Regions from separate parts of the Mus musculus genome. Here regions 1, 2, 3, 4, 5 and 6 are each linked to region 7. Evidence: chromatin contacts called from public Hi-C and promoter capture Hi-C data. All regions are on one chromosome and are shown on one strand. Each heading gives the region's core, a stretch centred on a gene start, on an enhancer-like site or on the middle of the called end of the contact. The rest is flanking DNA. Distances are from core to core; before and after follow the strand shown. Region 1 has its middle 26 kb from the start of Gm33309. Region 2 has its middle 12 kb from the start of Gm33309. Region 3 holds the start of Slc22a15 (solute carrier family 22 (organic anion/cation transporter), member 15). Region 4 overlaps Slc22a15 (solute carrier family 22 (organic anion/cation transporter), member 15). Region 5 overlaps Gdap2 (ganglioside-induced differentiation-associated-protein 2). Region 6 holds the start of Mab21l3 (mab-21-like 3). Region 7 holds the start of Ttf2 (transcription termination factor, RNA polymerase II).

What was found. Promoter capture Hi-C pulls out the DNA fragments that hold promoters and counts their contacts. Hi-C and Micro-C count contacts between places; a contact is called where the count stands out from the background. Capture Hi-C pulls out chosen DNA fragments and counts their contacts.
Region 1: a promoter capture Hi-C map of embryonic stem cells shows a contact between it and region 7, with 11 times the contacts expected there. The contact joins the enhancer-like site here to the promoter of Ttf2 in region 7. A contact is called at or near these places in 4 of 39 promoter capture datasets (cranial neural crest, embryonic stem cells, hippocampal neurons and 1 more), 3 of 115 datasets of contacts at active chromatin or transcription factors (large pre-B cells, memory CD8 T cells and pancreatic cancer cells) and 2 of 9 other capture datasets (adipose tissue and embryonic stem cells).
Region 2: a Hi-C map of cortical neurons shows a contact between it and region 7. The contact joins the enhancer-like site here to the promoter of Ttf2 in region 7. A contact is called at or near these places in 1 of 39 promoter capture datasets (stem cell-derived epiblast-like cells) and 1 of 484 Hi-C or Micro-C datasets (cortical neurons).
Region 3: a contact with region 7 is called in a promoter capture Hi-C map of adipose tissue, with 2.8 times the contacts expected there. The contact joins the promoter of Slc22a15 here to the promoter of Ttf2 in region 7. A contact is called at or near these places in 3 of 39 promoter capture datasets (the C10 cell line, liver and pre-B cells), 1 of 484 Hi-C or Micro-C datasets (natural killer cells), 1 of 115 datasets of contacts at active chromatin or transcription factors (pancreatic cancer cells) and 1 of 9 other capture datasets (adipose tissue).
Region 4: a promoter capture Hi-C map of liver shows a contact between it and region 7, with 2.4 times the contacts expected there. The contact joins the enhancer-like site here to the promoter of Ttf2 in region 7. A contact is called at or near these places in 5 of 39 promoter capture datasets (the C10 cell line, hippocampal neurons, liver and 1 more), 4 of 115 datasets of contacts at active chromatin or transcription factors (bone marrow-derived macrophages, differentiating embryonic stem cells, double positive thymocytes and 1 more) and 2 of 9 other capture datasets (adipose tissue and liver).
Region 5: a promoter capture Hi-C map of second pharyngeal arch cranial neural crest shows a contact between it and region 7, with 4 times the contacts expected there. The contact joins the enhancer-like site here to the promoter of Ttf2 in region 7. A contact is called at or near these places in 6 of 39 promoter capture datasets (the C10 cell line, the HPC-7 cell line, HPC-7-derived erythroid cells and 3 more), 1 of 15 datasets of contacts at CTCF or cohesin (large pre-B cells), 4 of 484 Hi-C or Micro-C datasets (B cells, cortical neurons, microglia and 1 more) and 2 of 115 datasets of contacts at active chromatin or transcription factors (embryonic stem cells and large pre-B cells).
Region 6: a promoter capture Hi-C map of hippocampal neurons shows a contact between it and region 7, with 11 times the contacts expected there. The contact joins the promoter of Mab21l3 here to the promoter of Ttf2 in region 7. A contact is called at or near these places in 19 of 39 promoter capture datasets (the 3T3-L1 cell line, 3T3-L1-derived adipocytes, the HPC-7 cell line and 12 more), 1 of 15 datasets of contacts at CTCF or cohesin (embryonic stem cells), 4 of 484 Hi-C or Micro-C datasets (bone marrow-derived dendritic cells, cerebellum, frontal cortex and 1 more), 10 of 115 datasets of contacts at active chromatin or transcription factors (bone marrow-derived macrophages, embryonic basal ganglia, embryonic forebrain and 6 more) and 2 of 9 other capture datasets (embryonic stem cells and liver).

What each region holds. Positions count from the first base shown.
Region 1 is chr3:101,710,673-101,713,372 of GRCm38.p6, forward strand. No RefSeq gene overlaps it. Among named protein-coding and RNA genes, the nearest start is that of Gm33309, 26 kb to the right of the region's middle. Within about 2 kb of position 1,344, at least 128 of the 459 cell types and tissues checked have an H3K27ac peak or open chromatin away from gene starts, as enhancers often do. A contact at or near this core is called in adipose tissue, embryonic stem cells and memory CD8 T cells, where this site is marked.
Region 2 is chr3:101,747,820-101,750,519 of GRCm38.p6, forward strand. No RefSeq gene overlaps it. Among named protein-coding and RNA genes, the nearest start is that of Gm33309, 12 kb to the left of the region's middle. Within about 2 kb of position 1,317, at least 30 of the 459 cell types and tissues checked have an H3K27ac peak or open chromatin away from gene starts, as enhancers often do. A contact at or near this core is called in cortical neurons, where this site is marked.
Region 3 is chr3:101,923,198-101,925,897 of GRCm38.p6, forward strand. Slc22a15 (solute carrier family 22 (organic anion/cation transporter), member 15) reads right to left here and starts at 1,256. Exons shown (of 12, transcript NM_001039371.2): 1 at 835-1,256. The coding sequence starts at 921.
Region 4 is chr3:101,878,717-101,881,416 of GRCm38.p6, forward strand. It overlaps Slc22a15 (solute carrier family 22 (organic anion/cation transporter), member 15), which reads right to left. Exons shown (of 12, transcript NM_001039371.2): 6 at 1,293-1,508. Among named protein-coding and RNA genes, the nearest start is that of Mab21l3, 44 kb to the left of the region's middle. Within about 2 kb of position 1,420, at least 5 of the 459 cell types and tissues checked have an H3K27ac peak or open chromatin away from gene starts, as enhancers often do. A contact at or near this core is called in double positive thymocytes, where this site is marked.
Region 5 is chr3:100,193,074-100,195,773 of GRCm38.p6, forward strand. It overlaps Gdap2 (ganglioside-induced differentiation-associated-protein 2), which reads left to right. Exons shown (of 14, transcript NM_010269.3): 11 at 1,417-1,556. Among named protein-coding and RNA genes, the nearest start is that of Gdap2, 32 kb to the left of the region's middle. Within about 2 kb of position 1,363, at least 16 of the 459 cell types and tissues checked have an H3K27ac peak or open chromatin away from gene starts, as enhancers often do. A contact at or near this core is called in second pharyngeal arch cranial neural crest, where this site is marked.
Region 6 is chr3:101,834,853-101,837,552 of GRCm38.p6, forward strand. It overlaps Mab21l3 (mab-21-like 3), which reads right to left and starts at 1,371. Exons shown (of 7, transcript NM_172295.4): 1 at 1,069-1,371; 2 at 142-412. The coding sequence starts at 390. It overlaps Gm33381 (a long non-coding RNA gene), which reads left to right. Exons shown (of 3, transcript XR_003954538.1): 3 at 1-567.
Region 7 is chr3:100,968,326-100,971,025 of GRCm38.p6, forward strand. Ttf2 (transcription termination factor, RNA polymerase II) reads right to left here and starts at 1,338. Exons shown (of 23, transcript NM_001013026.2): 1 at 1,295-1,338; 2 at 1,108-1,210. The coding sequence starts at 1,322.

The DNA.
Region 1 (2,700 bases), core at 94-2,593, 740 kb after region 7:
TCAGGGATGCATACATATATCAAGGTATATCTACTATACCAGAAGTTGTAGAGTAAATGGCTGAGAACTTGAATATTGGCCTCTGAGACCTGTTTGTATGGTTCTGTTCTCAGATTCATATATAGCAATGTGGGCTCATGGAAGTTCCTTCATATAAGCTTAAGTATTAATGTCTAAAGAGGGGAGATAGTGATGCTATTGCAAAGCACTATTCGTGCTTGCATACTACACCCCAACCAGACAGCTGCTAGTCTGCTCATGTTGTAAGTCAAGGCAAGAGGACATGAAGTATTTGGGAATATGGCTGGTCAGTTAGATGCAACCTAAGAAAGGTGAGCTTTGGCTAAATGACAGTCCATACATCCCTTTGTGGCCTAGGGACTGTGCTGGCTTATGGAAGTAAAGAAAGAGTCATAATTCAGAGTCATCACTCTTTCATGATTAAATGGGATAAAATTAGACTTTCTCACTGCCCCTGGCTTCCTCCACATTACGCAGATTGCACTGTGGTGGCTCTATCTCCCAGCATGCATTGGGGTTACCTCTGCCCCCTGGCCCAGGAAGATCAGGAGAGAAGTGGGAGGTGGGAGGCAGCAGCAGGACTACAGGGTGAAAATACAGGGCTTCATTCCTGGATAGTTTGGGGTGGGGGTAGGAGGGGTGAGGGACGAACAGGGATTCAAGCAAAAGAGGAAAAGGTGCCCCATCTATTTCAAGATGGTCTGAAACTGTTTCAAGATGGTCTGAAGCTGAGCCGTGTTTTTCAGGTCTAGCTTCTGTTTCAGACTCACAAATTCTACAGCACCTTGGTACTGGAAAGAATTAATGGGCCAGTTGACCCAGACACACCATTTCCAGCTCAGTGAAGGTAAATCTCTTGCCTAGTGTCTCAGAATCAGCTAGTCACAGCCCAGATCCAAACCTTGATTTCCTCCCTCCGTGGAGCTGCCTGGACGCCTCAAAAGGGCCTCTGAATTACTCTTTGCCCAGATCCCTGCAGTAAGCCTTTATGGCTGGCCTCACGGTTTTTTGGATCCAAGCCAGTGTTGGGGAGGGGTGTCGGGGACGAGAAGAAAACACCTGGGGAGTGACAGGATGGTCCTCCAGTTAATTTATCCACATCTGCGGGGACCAATTGGAATCAAAGCCTTATCATGGAGGAGCGTGACCCCCGACCTGTCTAAAGCAGCCCTGAATACTAACCAGGGTGCTTAGATGGAGCTAAAAATAACTGGCTAATCACCAGCAGGAAGAACTAACAAGGCCTCAGAAGAAAGGGAAATGTCTCAATCCTCCTCTCTCCTGCAGCTGGCCTCCAGCTGGGTGGGGATGCAGGCTCCTCCTGGCTGGTAATTAGGCCGCAGAGGCTCTGGGGCCTGAAGGAACAGGGCGGCCCAGGCCCTGCCTTCAGGGGGATCAGTGGCAGGGTCATTTGGGGTGAGGTGAGTTGGAAAATGGTGAACCCAGAGGAAATGAGCGGCCCAGGAAGAGGTCTGAGGAACCGAGCAGCCAATCCTCTTCGTGGTTAACAGCCTTTCTCTGAGAAGGTAAAATCCTTCGTTTAAAGGAAAGGGTTTTTATTCTACTCTGATCGGCCGCCCCGCCCCTTTGAAAGTCTTCCTTTCTCCTAACGTAGCGGTCCCCTCCAGAAAGCATGACTGGGGTCCACACCTGGGTACCTGCTTGGAAATGACTTCTCCTGAACAATCGTCTTTGGAGAAGACCAGAGTGTAACTCTAGGGAGCAGTGTAGGGCAGAAGGTGTAATTGACACTTAGGAAGAGTGACTAGAGAAGCCGTGGGGGCAGGGAGGGGTGCTGTGTATCAGATATCATGAATATCAGATATTTACGTTGCGATTTGTAACAGTAGCAAAATTACAGTTATAAAAAAAAAATCAATGAAAATGATTTTATGGTTGGGGGTCACTGCAACACGAGCAACTGTAAGGTTGCAGCAGTAGGAAGGTTTAGAGCCCCTGGACTAGAGCTGAGAGTTCTTCTATCTGAAAGAGTAGAGCCAAAGGGTTGTGATTCCAAGCTGAAGGAGGCAGTTGATGAGGCGTGGCAATCGTTTTCCTGAGACAGAAATCTACATGCTTACTTCTTCCAAAAGCTAAGATCATCTTCAACAGACAACTATAACCCAATTCACAAAGGAAGTGCTTGGAGTCCATCCCTAAGCATCCACATGTACATGTGCCTGCGTGCGTGTGTGCGTGCGTGCGTCCGTGCCTGCGTGCGTGGGTGGGCTGGGCAGCAGGCAAGGGGTTTCTCCCTCTGGGCTGTGCGCTTGGGTAGGGTCAAGCAGATGGGGAGGCAAAAGAAAAGAGCCAAGCGAAGGGAGAATTCAGAGACAGCGGAGCCTAGAGTCGCATGGCCACTCTTCTAGCTGTGGGTATATTGGAGTTTATCTTTCCCCTACAACACCCCAATCTGACTTAGGCCACTAGGACCGGAGTGTTCAGCAACCACGTCCACTTCCGGTTCTTTCCTTTGCTGAGAGAGTGTCCCTATCCTGTGTTCTCAGCTCTGTACTCAGGCCTGGGGCTCTCCAGTCTGCATCCCCACATGGCCACGGCCCTGGGACAAGGAGCGGCTGGGGAGCCCCCCTGGGGGCTGAGTTCTGGAAGCCTCTGAGCCCAGGTTTGCATTCTTTTCCGGCAGCAAGACTGGCCCCTCCTGCAGTTTGAGTCACGTCC
Region 2 (2,700 bases), core at 67-2,566, 780 kb after region 7:
GTGTCGTTTCACCATTGGTTAGGGTATCATCCCACAGTCTTGATTTAATTGGCTTGTCAGAAGACTGATGCACAGAAGTGAGGAGAGGAGAAAGGAGTCACTGATTTCGTGGTGGCATTATCTGGTTGGTTTGACAACACCCAAGTGGTGTGCTCATCGCAGTGTCTTCTCTCGTCTACAGGTCATGCCATGAAGTAGGGAGACCCTGAGGGAGAAGCAAGATGAACCAGGCTGACACATGTCTTTGTGGAAGTCAGAGTCCACTGGGGACAAAGAGCCCACCCTGGAGAGAATGCAACTGATTCACAAAGCTGTGTGCTTGGCTTCCTCATGCACATCACAGGTTATCCATTTAGGATCTGGGTGGGTGGCTCAGGATGCAGTGATGGAGAAATGTTTGTCACATGTAAAGGCCTGGATCACCTGGTGGGCAAATAGAGAGCAAAAAGCACAGGGTTTGGTCAACATTGCCAACAGGCCAAGGATAACCACAGACAAGCCTCTAATCCCCTTTGTTCCTTGATCTAACCGAGAGAGTGCCAAGGTCTCCACCCTTGCTCTCCTTCCTGCCCCACCCACCTACTGTGCCGCAGCCTTTTTCTAACAGCAGTGGGTAGCAACGCCCTTCAAAAACTCAGGGGACATTCTTCCTTTGTCAGAGTGTCACGCTCATACCAGCTTAGGTTGTCCCCATTTAAGACTTTATTCTTCTAGTTGTGAGTCACTGCTGCCATCCTGTCTGTCTTATTCCTGCTGGGAAAGAAGAGTAGGGGAGCGGTGGAACACCGAGGCTGAGAGGAATGCCAGAGGCTGAGGTGGTTCCTTGTGGAGCTAGGGAACATGGGGCAAGGCAGTTACAAGACAGCTCTACTGCCATGGGCAGAGGAAGGAATCACTCCTATAGAGTGGAAGGGACCAGATTGCTGATCCTCGTATTCTGGCGAGGTTACCCATCTCTGTGAGCCTCAGCTTCCTCACTGGTATAAAAAGTCCCCGGTTCTTTGAAAGAATAAGAGAAATGACTCCATTGCAAGCTAGGCAGTGCCTGGCACATTGGGGTAACCCCCACCCCACACCTCTTCCTTCTCTCCTTCCACCTTTGTATATGTTACTTTTCTTGATACTAAGACCAATCATCACCCAAAAAAAGCACTGTAAGGGGAGAAGGGCTTATTGGGGTTCACAGTTTGAAGGGTCACAGCCCATCATGGTGAGGAAGGCATGCAGAAGAAGGCAGTTGCTCACACAGCATCTGCAGGCAAGACACAGAGAGAGGTGGGGTGCTGCTACTCAGTTCCCTTTCCCTTTTTAGGGACCCCACCCCCACAGGATGGTGCCATCCTCTCTGTTACCTCTTTCTGGGAGCATGTTCATAGACTTGGAGATGTGTTTCCATGGTGATTCTAAATCCTGTCAAGTTGACAATGAAGATTAACCATCCTGCTTCTCCTAAAAGGAGAATGAGTGTCTCTAAACAAGCAAGTATCCTCAAACAGGCTGGGCAAAGTGCCACCATGCCACCACCATGTCACCACCATGCACACAAACACCATGCACCCAGAGGGGAACAGGGACAAGTGGGAGAGAACTTGGGCGACCCCTGTATGAAGGGTGGGGAAGGGGAGGGAACATACTCATCTATTCCACTCAACACTGTGCTTACAATGATTTATTCCACATCTCAGACTCAAGACAAGAATTTAAATCCCACTTAAAGGCAACTTTTCTCATGATTCAGCTCCATAATCATCATCAATATTTATCGGCTCAGGCCTGCTTCCAGACATCATAGATCTCCGTCAGTCTGGAAAGCCGAAGGATTAGAGGGGCCACTGAGAGAGAGGGGGGGGGAGGGAGGGAGGGAGGGAGAGGGAGAGAGAGAGAGAGAGAGAGAGAGAGAGAGAGAGAGAGAGAGAGAGAGAGAGAGAGAGAGAGAGACTCCAGGCTCCCAAGGGACAGCTACAGCAAAGGGAGCAGCAAGCCCTGTGCACTAGGTCTAGCAAGGGCCCGGCGACATTCAGAACATGAGGACATTTAGATTCAATGAAGGGAGATGATGTTTTGTTCTCAGTGAGAATGAGATACGCAAGAGGGAGTTGAGTGTGACCATAAAATGAATGCAGGAAAAGTTTCAGGCAAGTTCATGGTTGCCTGAGCTCTGGGAGAGGCACTATGACCCTCTGAGATTGCCTCGAGGAGGGTCACCTGACATGTTGCAGAAATCAAAAGAAGGAGAACCCTGTATCCTCAGGCCTTGGGTTCTGGCCCCATGACTGGCTAGTCATGTGACAATGGTTTGCCCTTGGTTCCTGCTCACGTTTGTGATTTTCCAGTGCTGTTAATCTGAGCTGGAGGAGGCATTCCCAGAGAAAAGGGCTTTTCAGCAGGAAAATGGGCTCTCAGGCAGCTGGGCTTTACTTGCCCCAAACCCCAAATATCTATACCTCCTCCAGCAGCAAATGCACAGGGAACATTTTCAATGAAGAGTTAATTGTGGTTTCCACCCTGAACAGCTTTGTGCATTTGTAATGGGACTTGGAAAAAGAAGCAGTAACAGTGTTAGAAATTCAATGGCTGAGCCCTGTGTGTGTGTGTGTGTGTGTGTGTGTGTGTGTGTGTATAGATTTTTTTCTAATGTTTTCGCCATATTGTGGGTTAGCATCACACACACACGAGATTTATTAGAGTGGTTTGCTGGCT
Region 3 (2,700 bases), core at 6-2,505, 950 kb after region 7:
GCCAGTACTTCCCTTGCAATAATACCTTAACTTACTTAGCTCAGCTGTCAGCCTCACAGTGTCAGTGTCACAGACCACTTCATCCCAGGATTGCAAGCCTCCGGGACAGGGAGCTAGCTTCATTTTCTGGCCCTGGTGGTAGGGATCAAACCCAGAGCCTTGCACATCTAGGGCTTTACCACTGACTGACCTGCTTCCTAGGGACAATCTGAGCTGCTCAGGCTGGCTTTGAATTTGCCTAGAAGAAGAGCCATCCTTCTCCTGCCTCAGTTTCCATAGTGCTAGGACTACAAGAATGAACCTCTTAAAGAGCCCAAGGACTCCTAAAATCAAGAGTTTTAGGTTGAGGTGTGCAGCTGGTTTCTGAGAATTCAATACAATGAACCACACTGTGTGGATGGTATCATTTCCCTAGACCAAAGCTGGCCTCGGAGCTTAATAACCCAGTAGAACTTTAACTAGAGAGAAATAAATTCCCGTGGATGGAAAGCCCCTTTAATAGGAAGCCTCCCTCAATCTCAGAGAGGGCTGAAGGAGGCCATACTAGCTAGACCTGATCTTTTGTGGGCAGGTTGTCCATGCTTTCTCTGTCTCACTCTGTAAGGGGTTAGGGTGCCGAATCCTTTTGATCCCGGGTAATGGGTTTCATCTTTCAACTAGCTCTGGTGGCGAAGTGTCAGTGCCAGGCTCTGGGTGACAGCCTGGGAGAGCTCAGTGGCTGGCCCGCCACCGCGCGGCGCCCGCCCGCCCCCTCCCTCCCTGCGCTCTCGCGCCACACCTGGGGCCAGCCTGAGCTGAGAGCGCCCCGGGGGCCGCGGGGAGCCGGGGACTCACCTGCAGCAGCACAGCCAGCAGGAAGCACAAGTACATCTGATAGAGGCCCATCTCGCCCACCGCCTGGAACGCCTCCTCCACCTCCATGGCGGGCTCGCGCCCGAGGACCCGGCCGCCACCGCGACGGAGGACCTGGCTGCGCGGTGGCTGAAGATCGGGCGACGGAGCGACCGAGGACTGAGCCGGGCGGGGACGGAGGGCCGAGCGGCAGGGACCGGGAAGGAGGACCGGGCGGACCGCGGCCGAGGCGGGGACAGAGGACTGGGCCGAGCCGGGGGTGGAGAACCGGGCGGGGCTGGGGCCCAGGCGCAGGCGGGACCCTGCAGACGACCGGGTCCGGGGTCGCGGCGGAGATGCGATGCTGGTCGCCCCGGCGCGGCCTCCCCGCTTCCTGTCAGAAGTGACAGGAATTTTTGGCGAGCGGTTGGCTGGCGCGCGGAAGGGAAAGAGGAAGTGGGTGCGGCGCGGGCGGCCAGGGCGACTCACGGGAGGGGCCGGCAGCTCCACGCCGTGTCCCGCGGGGTTCGCCCCTTCGCACAAAGCGGTGGAATGCGGGGGCGCTCAGAGCTCTAGAGCCTTCCGAGAAGAGGGCCGGGAGGCATCTGTCCCCTTCCTCCTTTGTCTTGCTTTAGGTACACAGGGTCAGATGTAAGCTCCGCGCCTCGAGACATCCACTTAGTAGTGCCCACTAGGCCCACGGACAAGGGACAAGGGACAAGGGCAGGGGGTCATGGTTGCCAAGGTCTGTCAATGGAGTTTGGCACAGGGCTGAAGAAGTGTGGGGACAGATTACTAGTGGCCCCACACCTAATCCTGTTTTGTTTTTAAACTATTGCAAGTATCTAAACCAGCATATCTCAACATGTGGGTCAGGACCAAAGACCCTTTCACAAGGGTCAGATATCAGATATTTACATTACAATTCATAACAGTAGCAAGATTACAGTTATGCAATAACAAAAAATTATTTTTATGGTTAGGGGGTCACCACAACACGAGGAACTGTGTTAGAGAGTCACTGCATTAGGAAGGTTGAGAACTACTAATCTAAACTATCGCTAAGTTTACCTTTGCTTTCTGTTGGTGTGATAATAGCATGACAGAAGAAACTTGGGGGCGGGGGGGGGGGTGGAGTTTATTTGGCTCACAGTTTCTCTCAGAGCCCATCATTGCTGGGAAGTCGAGGCACCAGGAACTTAAGCAGCTAGTAACATGGCATCCACAGACAAGAACAGAGGGCAGTGATGTGATGGATGCGCTCACCAGTGATCAGCTAGTTCCCTCACTCATTCGTTCAGACTAGGGCCCAACCTATGAAATGGCCTCACACATATGGGGGGGGGGGGCTTTCTAACAACCCAGTTTTTAAACAAATTCCCTCAGAAGCATGTCCAGGGCCAACCTACTCTAGACTGCTCCTCACTGAGTGAATGGGAACTTCCTTCCCAGCCGAGGCTAGGTTTTGATCGTTAAAACGAACCATCCCCTGAATATAATACAGAGTATAATGGATGACCAGGAGGTCCCCTTGTCTTGCAAGCATTCTTGTTGTGCTTCCACAATTTCCCATTAATTATGTCTGCTGTTTATAACTGCCCTTTAGTGGTCATCTACCTAATTATTGTAATAAAATGATACAATGTTGACTATGGCAGGGTTGGAAGCAGCCAGTGTGGTGGCCACAAAAGATGAATTGGAAGTGCTTAAGCCAGTGGTGGTGGCAGCAGCCATAGAGGCAGCACAGACCTTTGATTCCAGCCCTGGGGAAGCAGAGGCTGGGCTCAGCTACAGAATGAGATCCCTGGCAGCCAGGACTACAAAGATAAAGCAGCAAGACTTCCCTTTAACCATATGGTCTAGCTTTCT
Region 4 (2,700 bases), core at 170-2,669, 910 kb after region 7:
AGCAGTGGGGAATGATATGCCATAAAGCTTAGCTCAATCGAGTGCCCACCCGAAGCTCCAAATCAGACGAAGTACTCAAAGGAACATCGGCGATTAGCAAGCTGCTCTATCAAAATCACAACACAGAACAGCTGGTCCTAACAACCCTGAGCCTGGCCTTTACTGATGTATGAACATAGCTAGTAAGCCACGAGTTCCTACCCAAGCAACAGATTACCTGGGCTTTCCAGCTCCACTGGTCGATCCTCTGTTGCAGTTCACAGTGGCCAGTGCCTTGCTAAACAGGTTGCTCATTTACTTCTATTTTGTTTTCCCTAGAAAAGCCTGGTATGTTGTGGCTGCACTGGAGTCACATGGCAAAGGGGATACTTTACTCCTCTCTCTACCAAAAATCATAGAAGTGGGCCAAGTGTCCTAGCCTATGAAGGAACAGTCCATGGCAGACTATAACATAGCTCAAAGACAAAGTAGTAGGACATTTGGCCTGATATGTATAATGCCCTTCACTTCCTTATATCACACACACACACACACACACATACACGCATACAGACATACATGCACATATACACACACATAGGCATGCATGCTCGCTTGCATGCATGCTCACGTACACATAAGCTTTTAAGGTAGAAGCTTCCTCCAAAGCAGCTGATGGAGTGTGCGACAAACAAACTCACAGCTGGGTAGATCTCTGAGTTCCTGTGCTCTAGGTGTTTGCTGCTAAGCAGTAAGAACCTCCAGTCAGCAGTATCGGTACTGTACTGCAGGTTTGGTTTTCAAGGGTTCTCTTTAACCTTCATACCTCTAGTCCTGGGTCTTTGACATTCACCATCCACTTATTCCCTGGGACAGGAGCCACGTAATTGTCTCTCTGAAACTTCACTCTTCAAAAGGAGCCACCTAGAATTCTGGATGCCACTTATACTAACCCAGAAGCATTCTGAGAGGTAGGCTGGAATGCTCTAAGTGAGAATCAGGCTCAGAGTGTTCACCCTTCATCATCTTCATCTACCGACTTGATGGCTGGTTTTGCTCAGCCCTGGAAACCTATCAGTGCCAGAGATAATAACATTTCCAAGAGAGCAGAGGGGTTCACACAGCAAGCACCGAGGTGAAAAGCCGTGGTGTTTTGGTTTGGTTTGGTTTGGTTTGGTTTTTATAAAGCAACCTCTTACTGACACTGGAGTAAGCCGTCTACAGCCCTGTGGCTGCAGGTAACCCTGATAAACAGGTAATCAAGAGACCTTTAGCATTCAAATAGAAGATTCCATGACATCTCTCAGAATTACCAGATGAACATCAGGATCAGGGTATGTCCTAGGAGGATCCGGTAACGGAAAAGATCCAGGAAGCTTCCAGTTGCCCTGTAGCTCCTGTTGGCCGGGTGTGTTAGTGAGAATGTACACTTGAGCTTGCGGTTCCTCTTGGCAATGAAGTACAGAGCCTCTTCCGCCTCACTCAGCCGACCCTGGGAGTATAACCAACGAGGTGATTCAGGAATGAATCTGAAAGACACGTCATTAAAGGCTGGATATTCATACAGGTGCGCGTGCAGAGGAAGGAGACAAACATCCCCTTGGTAGGTGGCTTCCCTCACCATGGGTCACTTCCTTCGCAAGGATAACATGACTTCCCCAGTGACACAGGAGAGAGAACAAGGGGGCTCATTTTTATCCGTAGGAACTGAGCTTTTCAAATACTGGTTTCAATAAAGGTAAATAGCTTCCATTTCCTTTTAAATAAGTTTCAGTAAGTGGATGGCAAATCTCCAACACTGGAGGATGCATGGTCCTCACAAAGCCTAGGCCAGGCTCAACTCTGAATCCCCACTAGATGTTGTTGATGGACAATACGGCAGTGGGTATAGCCTAGCTTTGTATTTTTCTGATCTCACTGTGTAGAACAGGCTGGCCTCAAACTTGCTACAAAGCCCAGAAAACCTCTGAACTCAAGACCTTCCAGAGTGCTGCGATTATAGGCTCGTTCCGCTATGCCTAAACAACTAGGTTCTTAAGCTCTGGAAGTCTAACACTGAGATAGAAATGTTTATCAAGGAAACGTTTCAAAGGCGCTTGTAACATAATGGCATGTTACTCAGGAGGACACAGTATTGTAAGATTACACAGAAGCACGAAACAGTGTGACAGATCTCTTCACCTGTGACTGCTCATTGCTTCAAATACTCAAACCATCCAACATACCAGCTTTAGAGGGTTGGGAGGAGCTTTCCTGTTTTACAAGAACTTCAAAGAGCAAGAGTTGCTGGCAGTTAACTTCTAGTTACAGAACAACGGGCATTTCCTAATACAGCCACAAGGTGTCGAGCCACTCTGCGCTAGGCCACTAGGGTCCGTACAGTTTTAAAACTTAGGCACTGCATGGACTTTGCTTCATCATTCTGTTTTAGGAGGGCTTCCCAAAGGTGTGGCAGAATGGAAGCCTTTAAAAAAATTATAGTGTGTGTGTGCGTGTGTGTGTGTGTGTGTGTGTGTGTGGGGGGGGTTATATGTTGTGTTCTTAGAGGCCAGAGGAGGATGTCAGGTCCTCTAATCTATCTGCTCTTTGCCTTATTCCTTTGAGGCATGGTCTCTCACTGAACCTGGAACTAGTCTGGTGGCCAGCAATTTTCCCTGGGTCACGGGTGCATGTGGCCACATCCAGTTGTTTACATGGGTACTAGAATTCGACCTCAAGTCT
Region 5 (2,700 bases), core at 113-2,612, 780 kb before region 7:
AGGACTCTTGATGCCACTTTGTGTGCTCCTATATACATGGTGTACTCATATGTGCACAGATATGCACATACACACACACACATGATTAAAAATACAATTAATCTTTTTCTTAAGAAGGGGGTTTTCCTGTTTTGAGGAGAATTTGTCTTCCACGGGTTTTTCTTATTGACCAGCCCTATAAATAACAATAGAATAACTTAAAGATAGAGAATTTGAAGCCAAAAGGAGTGTCCTAGTTTGCTTAAGTGTAATAGTAAAAAAATGGATAAAAAGAACAAAGAGCTAGTCTGATAAGAGGAACAGTGGGAATATTAGGGATAAACTTATTCACAAAGAGGAAAGACTCATCTGGTAAGAATTATAACTGTATGATTCTGCATGTAGCTCTCTGTGTTCTTGATAGTCTGTGTGACGTGCACTCTTACCATCAGCAGTATGACTTACACCAATAAGAACACATAACCCTGCATTTGATTTTGCTGAGTAGCATTCCAGATAAAATGATATGTCGTTTTGTATTTTAAAAAATGAGACTTATTGTGAGGTTTAAGCATTAACAAAGCGACTGTTCTTAATGTCCTCTGCCTACTGTGCCTGCAGTTTGTCTCTAATCCATGTTAATGCCAAGGACTGTGCTGAGGAGGAATTGGAAAACAGCCTGGTTGATGAATCCCTTCAGTTGGTGTAACTTAGCTCCCCCTTTGCAGTTGTTTACAGCCGAAACCCTGGGTCACATCAGCCCAGTGCTTGGGTTATATTTCTCATTTCGTTTTTAGTGTCTCTCTTAGATTTCTTAAAATAGAATACATCCCTAACCAAACAGGGTCATATTAGATCATCCTCGAGTTCTAGAAGCATTACCCACTGTGTTACCAGCCGCCCACAAAGGCTGCCACTTTGCTCATTCAGATAAGCATTAAAAGTGCTAAGAAAATGAGCTTCTGTGAGAGCATGGAAGGAGTGGCTGCACACATCGTGTGCTCTGTGGCTTGCCCTGAGTCTGTCTGATCAACAACGTAGAGATCTTGATGGAATGCAAACAGAAACTTCAAGAATTAGAGATTTTATTAAAATGAAAAGAAGTACTAAACCTTAATTCTAAATGTTTTGACATCATTGTCCTAGATGGGAGAAACCTGGTAGTTGATCCAAGAGCTCTTCCTGGTATCTGAAGATTTATTTCAGAGGCCAAAGGTTAATTTTCCTCTTTCTTAGAGCATCACAGAAAAGGACTGTGCCACAGCCTTTGAGAGTCACTAAATGCTGGGATTCACTTTCTGAGAGAACTTGTTCTCACCGACCTGCTCTTTCCGACACAACTCCAGGAAGTTGTAGATTAATCTTAGGGGAGGGGCTTCCTGTCTTGACCTCTGTGGCGTGAACTCCTGTGAAAAGGTTCTTTGTTCTTTCTCTCAGGCCCTCTTGTATTTTATCCATGTAATGGATCACATTGCTGTGAAGGAGTATGTGCTGGTGTATTTCCACACACTGACCAGCGACTACAATCACCTGGACTCCGACTTCCTGAAGAAACTCTACGATGTGGTTGACATCAAGTTAGTTCATTTTGGAAATTGTTTAGATAGTTTTTACCTCTATATTTTTAATACTAAGCAGTAGCAGACATTTGTAAATATTTTTGAAAGGATATTTTATGTGACAAAGATTTTTATCATAGGCATTAGAGACTTTAATTATTAGAAGCCCTGGGTTTTGTAGTAAACTAAACTCATTTGTAATCTTCTCACTTTGACCATTTTGAAAGAGGTTTGGTGTCATACCCAGTCTTTGTGTATAAATAATGGAAGTACAGCCTTGGTTGCTATGGTGTGTTAATGTAGTACATATCTGAGTATACTTATAGACATTATTTAACTTGATCCGGTAGCCAGTGAGTCTGTTGGGAGAGATACTAGTAGCAGGTTCAAGGAAACTTACCCCTGTGATTATACATAGAAATAGAAACTGGACATAAACTCACAGGCAAAGGTTTTCATTGGAACAAGAAGAGGAGAGAAGCAAGAGGGAACTCAGGCTGTCCACTGACAGAAAAGAGCAGGCATTTATGCATTTATGGGGCTGGGGGGAATTTGAGGCTGATGAGTCTTGAAGACTGAATCTTTTTACTATTTCTTTCTGTGGTTTAAGTGGACTTTCCCACGTAAGATCGGATCATCTGTCTTTGTCTCTGGAACCATCCTGACTTTAGCCTGTACCTAGAGAAGCTTTCCCTGTGGCAGGGGATGAGGGGCAGACGCAGTCCATACATTGGTAACAAGGTTGACAAGGGAGGAGAGGCACTGCGTATGATAGGCTTTATGGCACTGGAGCCTGTCGTCAGTCCCATTCACTGTCCCTGTGTCTTTTAATGTTTCTATACCAGAAGGTAGAAGAAAAAAGCAGTAGTGGTTATTTATTGCCCAAGGTATCACAATTTTATATACAGAATTTAGATTTAATAGACTACTGACTTGCTGCTAGAAATTTTTCATTAAATTATGTTTCCCTTGCTATAAGGATTTTCTGGGTGATACATTTCCTAAATAAAAAGATTATTCTATCCTCTTGGTTGCTATTTTATTTGTAGCATCACATTATCTTTATTGGTTGGGTTGAAAAACCATTATACAGTTAGGGAACAAAGAAGGTAAATTACCATAAATTTCCATTGCCTTCCACCCACCATCAAATCTCATCTTA
Region 6 (2,700 bases), core at 121-2,620, 870 kb after region 7:
CCTCAGGGTGCTGAGGGTAGCCACCCTGAGTTCCTGAGAACGAGGCATCTATGGCCTCCAGAAGCAGGGGATTCCTTCTGATCAATGGCCATGGGATGGAGAGTTAGAGGGTGTGCCCAGGAGAGGCCAGCCCTGGCTCACCTTGCTCAGCAGGCAATGGTCTAAGTCTCCCTCTGGAAGAGACTTCATGGCTTCTTGGTCAACCCCCAGTATAGCAGCAACCTTCTGCTTTCTTTCCCGATGGAGGACAAATCTGGTGGGTAGCTTTCCCAGCAACGTTACTCTCTGGATAAAACTTCTCTGGAATTGTGAACGTGGACCAGAGACTTGACTTCTTCTTGCCTGCTCACTGCAGTTTTCCTTTCCAGCATGGAAGAATTCATCTGCCATCTTTCAGGGAACTGTAGAAAGACTAAAAAGGAGACGTGATGAAAACGAGTTGGAACTTATCCTGTTTTTTTTTTTTTTTTCTTTATCCTGTTGTCCTGGCACCAGGTGCACCTTGGTGCCCAGTACCTTACATCTCCCCGTCCTTACCTTGTTGACAGTAAATATCCCTTGGCCCTCCACTCCTGAAAATTCTGCAATTGATTTACTTCCTTACCATAAACAAATAAGAAATTGCAAACAAGCCGCCTGGTTTTTCATCATGCCCGGCACAAGGCTTGCCAATCAGATGAGGGCCAGGAGTGACATTTAGAAAAGCCTGAGCTCACAGGGACACTTGTGTATAGAGAGGCAAGCTTACATGCTCGCATAGTCACACACAGACACAGGCACACACACACACACCACATGCATTCACAGAGACACTTGTGTATATAGAGGTAAGCTCACACGCTCACACACTAATACAGACACATACATGAACTCACAGAGACACTTGTGTATACAGAGGCAAGCTTGCCCCCCCCCCTCTCTCTCTCTCTCACACACACACACACACACACACACACACACAGAGAGAGAGAGAGAGAGAGAGAGAGAGAGAGAGAGAGAGAGAGATACAAACAGGTAGATACACGCAGAGAAAAGTAGGGCAGAGAGTCCTGCCTCTCACCTGCTGACCTTAGAATGTGATTTCCCACTTGGACGTTGGCATTCAAAATATACTCAGTATAAACAGGCCCCTTAAGAGTCTAGGACACATCTAGTTTTACCAGTAAAACTCATCCTAGAAAACCGACAATAAGTTCCCAGTCTGACTGGTTGGGCCTAGTTTTACTCCAGGAGGGAAAATATCCCAGCAGCCTTATCTCCCTAAAGCTCGTGAGTATCACCGTCTTTGATCCGAAAGACTGACAGACAACAGAGCTGGCAGTCCAGTTCATGTCTGAGCAAGGCTTTCAAACAGGCAGCTCTCCAAGCCAGCCTCCTCAATGCTCAACCGCAGCCAATCCAGCCCTTCCACTCTCTCCCGCGGCCCCAAATTTGCATATCCTCCCAGACAGCTCCAAGGAGAGCCACATCAGACCCCACCCACCTCCCTCCTCCAGGCGCTGGGGCGGCCTTCTCCAGGCTTCATCTGCCAATCCCAGGTCTTATACCAGTCCTGAAAAACTGAGGATCCACAAAGGTCCCCAGAATCCCCCTCCACGCTGACTGCCTTGACTTTCCACCTGCTTTTCCGTGTCCTGGAAATCCCCTTCTCTTTACGGCACATGCTCTGAAATGGTAAGGGAATCTCTGTCCCTTGACTGCTGTTACTATAGTCATCATTCCGAATCTACCACATCAGCTTTTCACTAGTGAAACAAGAAGCTCTACCCCCTAATCTGCCTTTGGGAATTCTCTTTCCATGTTGCTTTCAACTCTGCTGAAGTCTCCCCACCCCCACACTCACTCCCTTCCCCACACACATACTTTTATTTTCACCCTAACTTCTGCTTTTGCTGGAATCACTACTGCATAGTCCCTGTCCTACGGCAGGGTCTTTCCCAATAACAATAAAGTTGCCCCGGGTTTCTGGAATTAAATGCCCACACCTTCACTATTCTTGCTCTAACACCGTCCCGTCTCAGTCACTCAGTACTACAGATTCAAGTGTTGTATCTGGAAACTTCTCTTGCTCCAAGATGGAAAGATACTTGCCAGGTATGGAGAGGGAATTCTGAATAATTGAACTATAGGAGGAACCCAGAGAAGGAAAGGCACTGTGAACTCAGGGCAGCTGCCTGTAGATGTATTCCCAGGAGAGCCACATCTGAAGATTGGTGTGTTGTGTGAACACAGCTTAGAGTAGCATGGCCTGGTTCCTAGTGCACTGGTAAGGTTCCACAGCACAGGGCTATGGCACAGATGAAGGCTCTGGCAGCTCCTATCAGACAGGCTGAGGAAAACAGGCTTTACCGGCAGACACAGATCTCTAGTTAATGGGACAACAGGTCAGCGAATGTCTGTTGGGTAAGGGTGTGCCTGAAGCACTGTGCCAGGCCACCAAGAGGGACCTAGTTAACTCAGGCTTTCCTCCGTCCTCAGGAAATAGAAATCCTCATTTTTTTTATAACATGCCAGTTTGAAAAATGGAAACCAGCTTTAGCCCAATTCAATCTGTAAGGACCAGGCAGGTGAGATGGCTCAGCAGAGATAAGCATCTGCCACCGAGCCGGAGGACCTGGGTTCGATTTCTCCCCACCTCCCAGGACCCATATGGTAGAAGGAAAGAGTGAACTGCCTCGTGTGTGCATCCACACATACATA
Region 7 (2,700 bases), core at 88-2,587:
ATTATCTATATAATATTTCTAGAAATAAATAGTAAATTCTGGTACAAAGTGGAGACACAAATCATACAAGTTATTCCAGTACTACTATTCATTAGTATATTACTAATATTCATTAGTATATTAGTATAGCTATGATACTGAAAAAAAAATAACCATGCTCTACAAAGTCCAGCTGAATAGAGAGCAGGGAGAAATGTTAAATGACACCACAGTGTAATTTCACTTCGAGAATGTCAACACCCGGTATGTTAAGATTGTCACACTTGCCGGGCGGTGGTGGCGCACGACTTTAATCCCAGCACTTGGGAGGCAGAGGCAGGCGGATTTCTGAGTTCGAGGCCAGCCTGGTCTACAGAGTGAGTTCCAGGACAGCCAGGGCTATACAGAGAAACCCTGTCTGGGAAAAAAAAAAAAAAAAAAAAAGATTGTCACACTTGACTTTCCTCACTTTAGACAAGATGCTTGAGGTTTCTAGGTCTCAGCTTTCACATCTGCAGAACCTGCGATCCACATCAACCTCTGATGTTTCTTTCAGCACTAACTCCCTACAGCAGCGGTTCTCAACCTTCCTAATACCCGTTACAACAGTTATGGTGACCCCAATCATAAAATCATTCCCATTGCTACTTTATAACTGTAATTTTTGCCGTTTTGAATCGCAATGTAAAAATATCTGATTTGCAGGATAACTGAAATGCAACCCCTGTGAAAGCGTCCTTAGATCCTGAAGGTCGTGACCCGCAGGTTGAGAAACACTGCCCTAAAGACTCTGGCTCTCTCTGGGTTGTTAACGTCATGCCACTAGATGAAGGAGAAAAGCTTGTGTCTAATTAACATGTTTTAACCTTAAACGTAAAATTTAAATGGCGACCTAAAATTGGTACAAGACTAGCAAATTAATTCCCATGTCCACTGTTTGTTTACACTTTTTAGAGGGAGCAGAAAGGATGCCGGGGCAAAGGGGAGTGGCTAAGTAAGGCCAGACAGGTGCCTAGAAACTTGAAGCAGACTCTAGAAGGATCGGAGTGTGGGTGAGTCCGCGTCCCAAGGCAGCTGAAGTGACCAGGCTGGGTCACTCCGTGTAACCGGGCCGGGCTGGAGACTCACTCGGTGGCCTGCACGAAGCCGCATGTGTTCGTCCGGCACACGTAGAAGCTCTTTCCCTTATTCGGGCCATCGCGGACGCCGGTCTTTAAGAAGCAGGCGTCCCCTGAGGAAACAAGAAGGTCAGCATCGGCCACTCCAAGCCAGTCCCACAGTCCCCGGGAGGGAAATCCCGAGACTGAGGCCTTACCGTGCTCCGGACACTTAACCAGGTCCATACCGCAGCCAGGAAGCCCTGGCCCGCCGGGTTTCCGTCTTTGACTCCGCCCCGTCCCGCCCACCACAACACTCCACCAATCAAGCGGGAGAGTCTCTCACTTTCAACCAATTACAGTCTCCCTCAGGCTTGGCGCGCTCTGAAATCAAACTTGGAGTGAGGAGGCGTGGCTGAGCTCCAGTGAGGACGCCGGCATGCTCCCTGGCTTGGGGAAAGCAGGACTTGGAGAGAAGTGGACGAGGCTGAGCTTGGGAGACTCCAGAGGAACCACTAGACCCAGAGGGAGCCAGAGCCGCTTGCCTGCTCGGGAAGCAGCCACTGTGGGCGGGAACACTTCAACTTGAGGCGGCCAAAAGGCGGGAGCATCCCTTAAAACTTTGGGAATCTACTGCATAGTCTGTAATAAGCACAAAGACTCCCTTAGGACCCCGGGCAACCTTTAAATGAGTGCAGGGCGTCCACGGGGTCACCAAAGATTGAACATCTGCACAGATCTCAGTTCCAGGTTCCGCGCTCTTTGAGTCTTAGGCTGCCTTCCCCTGGTGAGGTTCTAAGGACCGCCTGGTGTGGACGCCCTGGGTCTGAGAGAAGAACCTGAGGGCAATACAAGACCTTGCGTGCTTACTAATTTTACATTGTGTGTTTTGCATTGTCAAACCTTTTGAACTTATTTTGCATTTGTACTTTTAAAAAACCGAGAGTGACGCATGGTGGCGCACGCCTTTAATCCCAGCACTTGGAAGGCAGAGGCAGGCAGATTTCTGAGTTCAATGCCAGTCTGGTCTACAAAGTGAGTTCCAGGACAGCCAGGGCTACACAGAGAAACCCTGTCTCGAAAAACCAAAAAGAAAAAAAAAAAGAAAGAAAAGGAAAGGAAAGAACTTGTAATGGATTCTTTCAGTGAGCAGAAGGTGAGGAATGACTATCGGAGCTTGGCTGCAATAGCCATGACTTCATATTTCAGCAGTTGAAGATCATGTGTCTTGGAGTGGCACACACAACTGCTATGAGGACAGAAAAGCTGCAATGTCTAAGAAGTCTGGGCTATATGGAGGCTGTAAATGTTTTAGGAGTTCAGAGTCCAGACAGTCCCGAGGTATCATTTATGAATTAAGCAGTTCTTACTAAATAGCTTTTTTGGTGTCCCAAGAGGAGTAGGTGTTTGAGAAATATAAAGTTCATTTAATGCATACATTTAAAGCAACTGTTCTAACCACAAGGGGCTTACTGAGTGGAAGAAGCTGAACTAGCCTCTACCTAATGCTTAAATAAATATAAAATAGTATATAAATGTCAAGATGAATGGAGTCAGCAGCAAACCCCGGAGAGCTTGAGAGAGAGATGAATTTCCAAGTGCACGCAGTGTGGCACGCCCCACC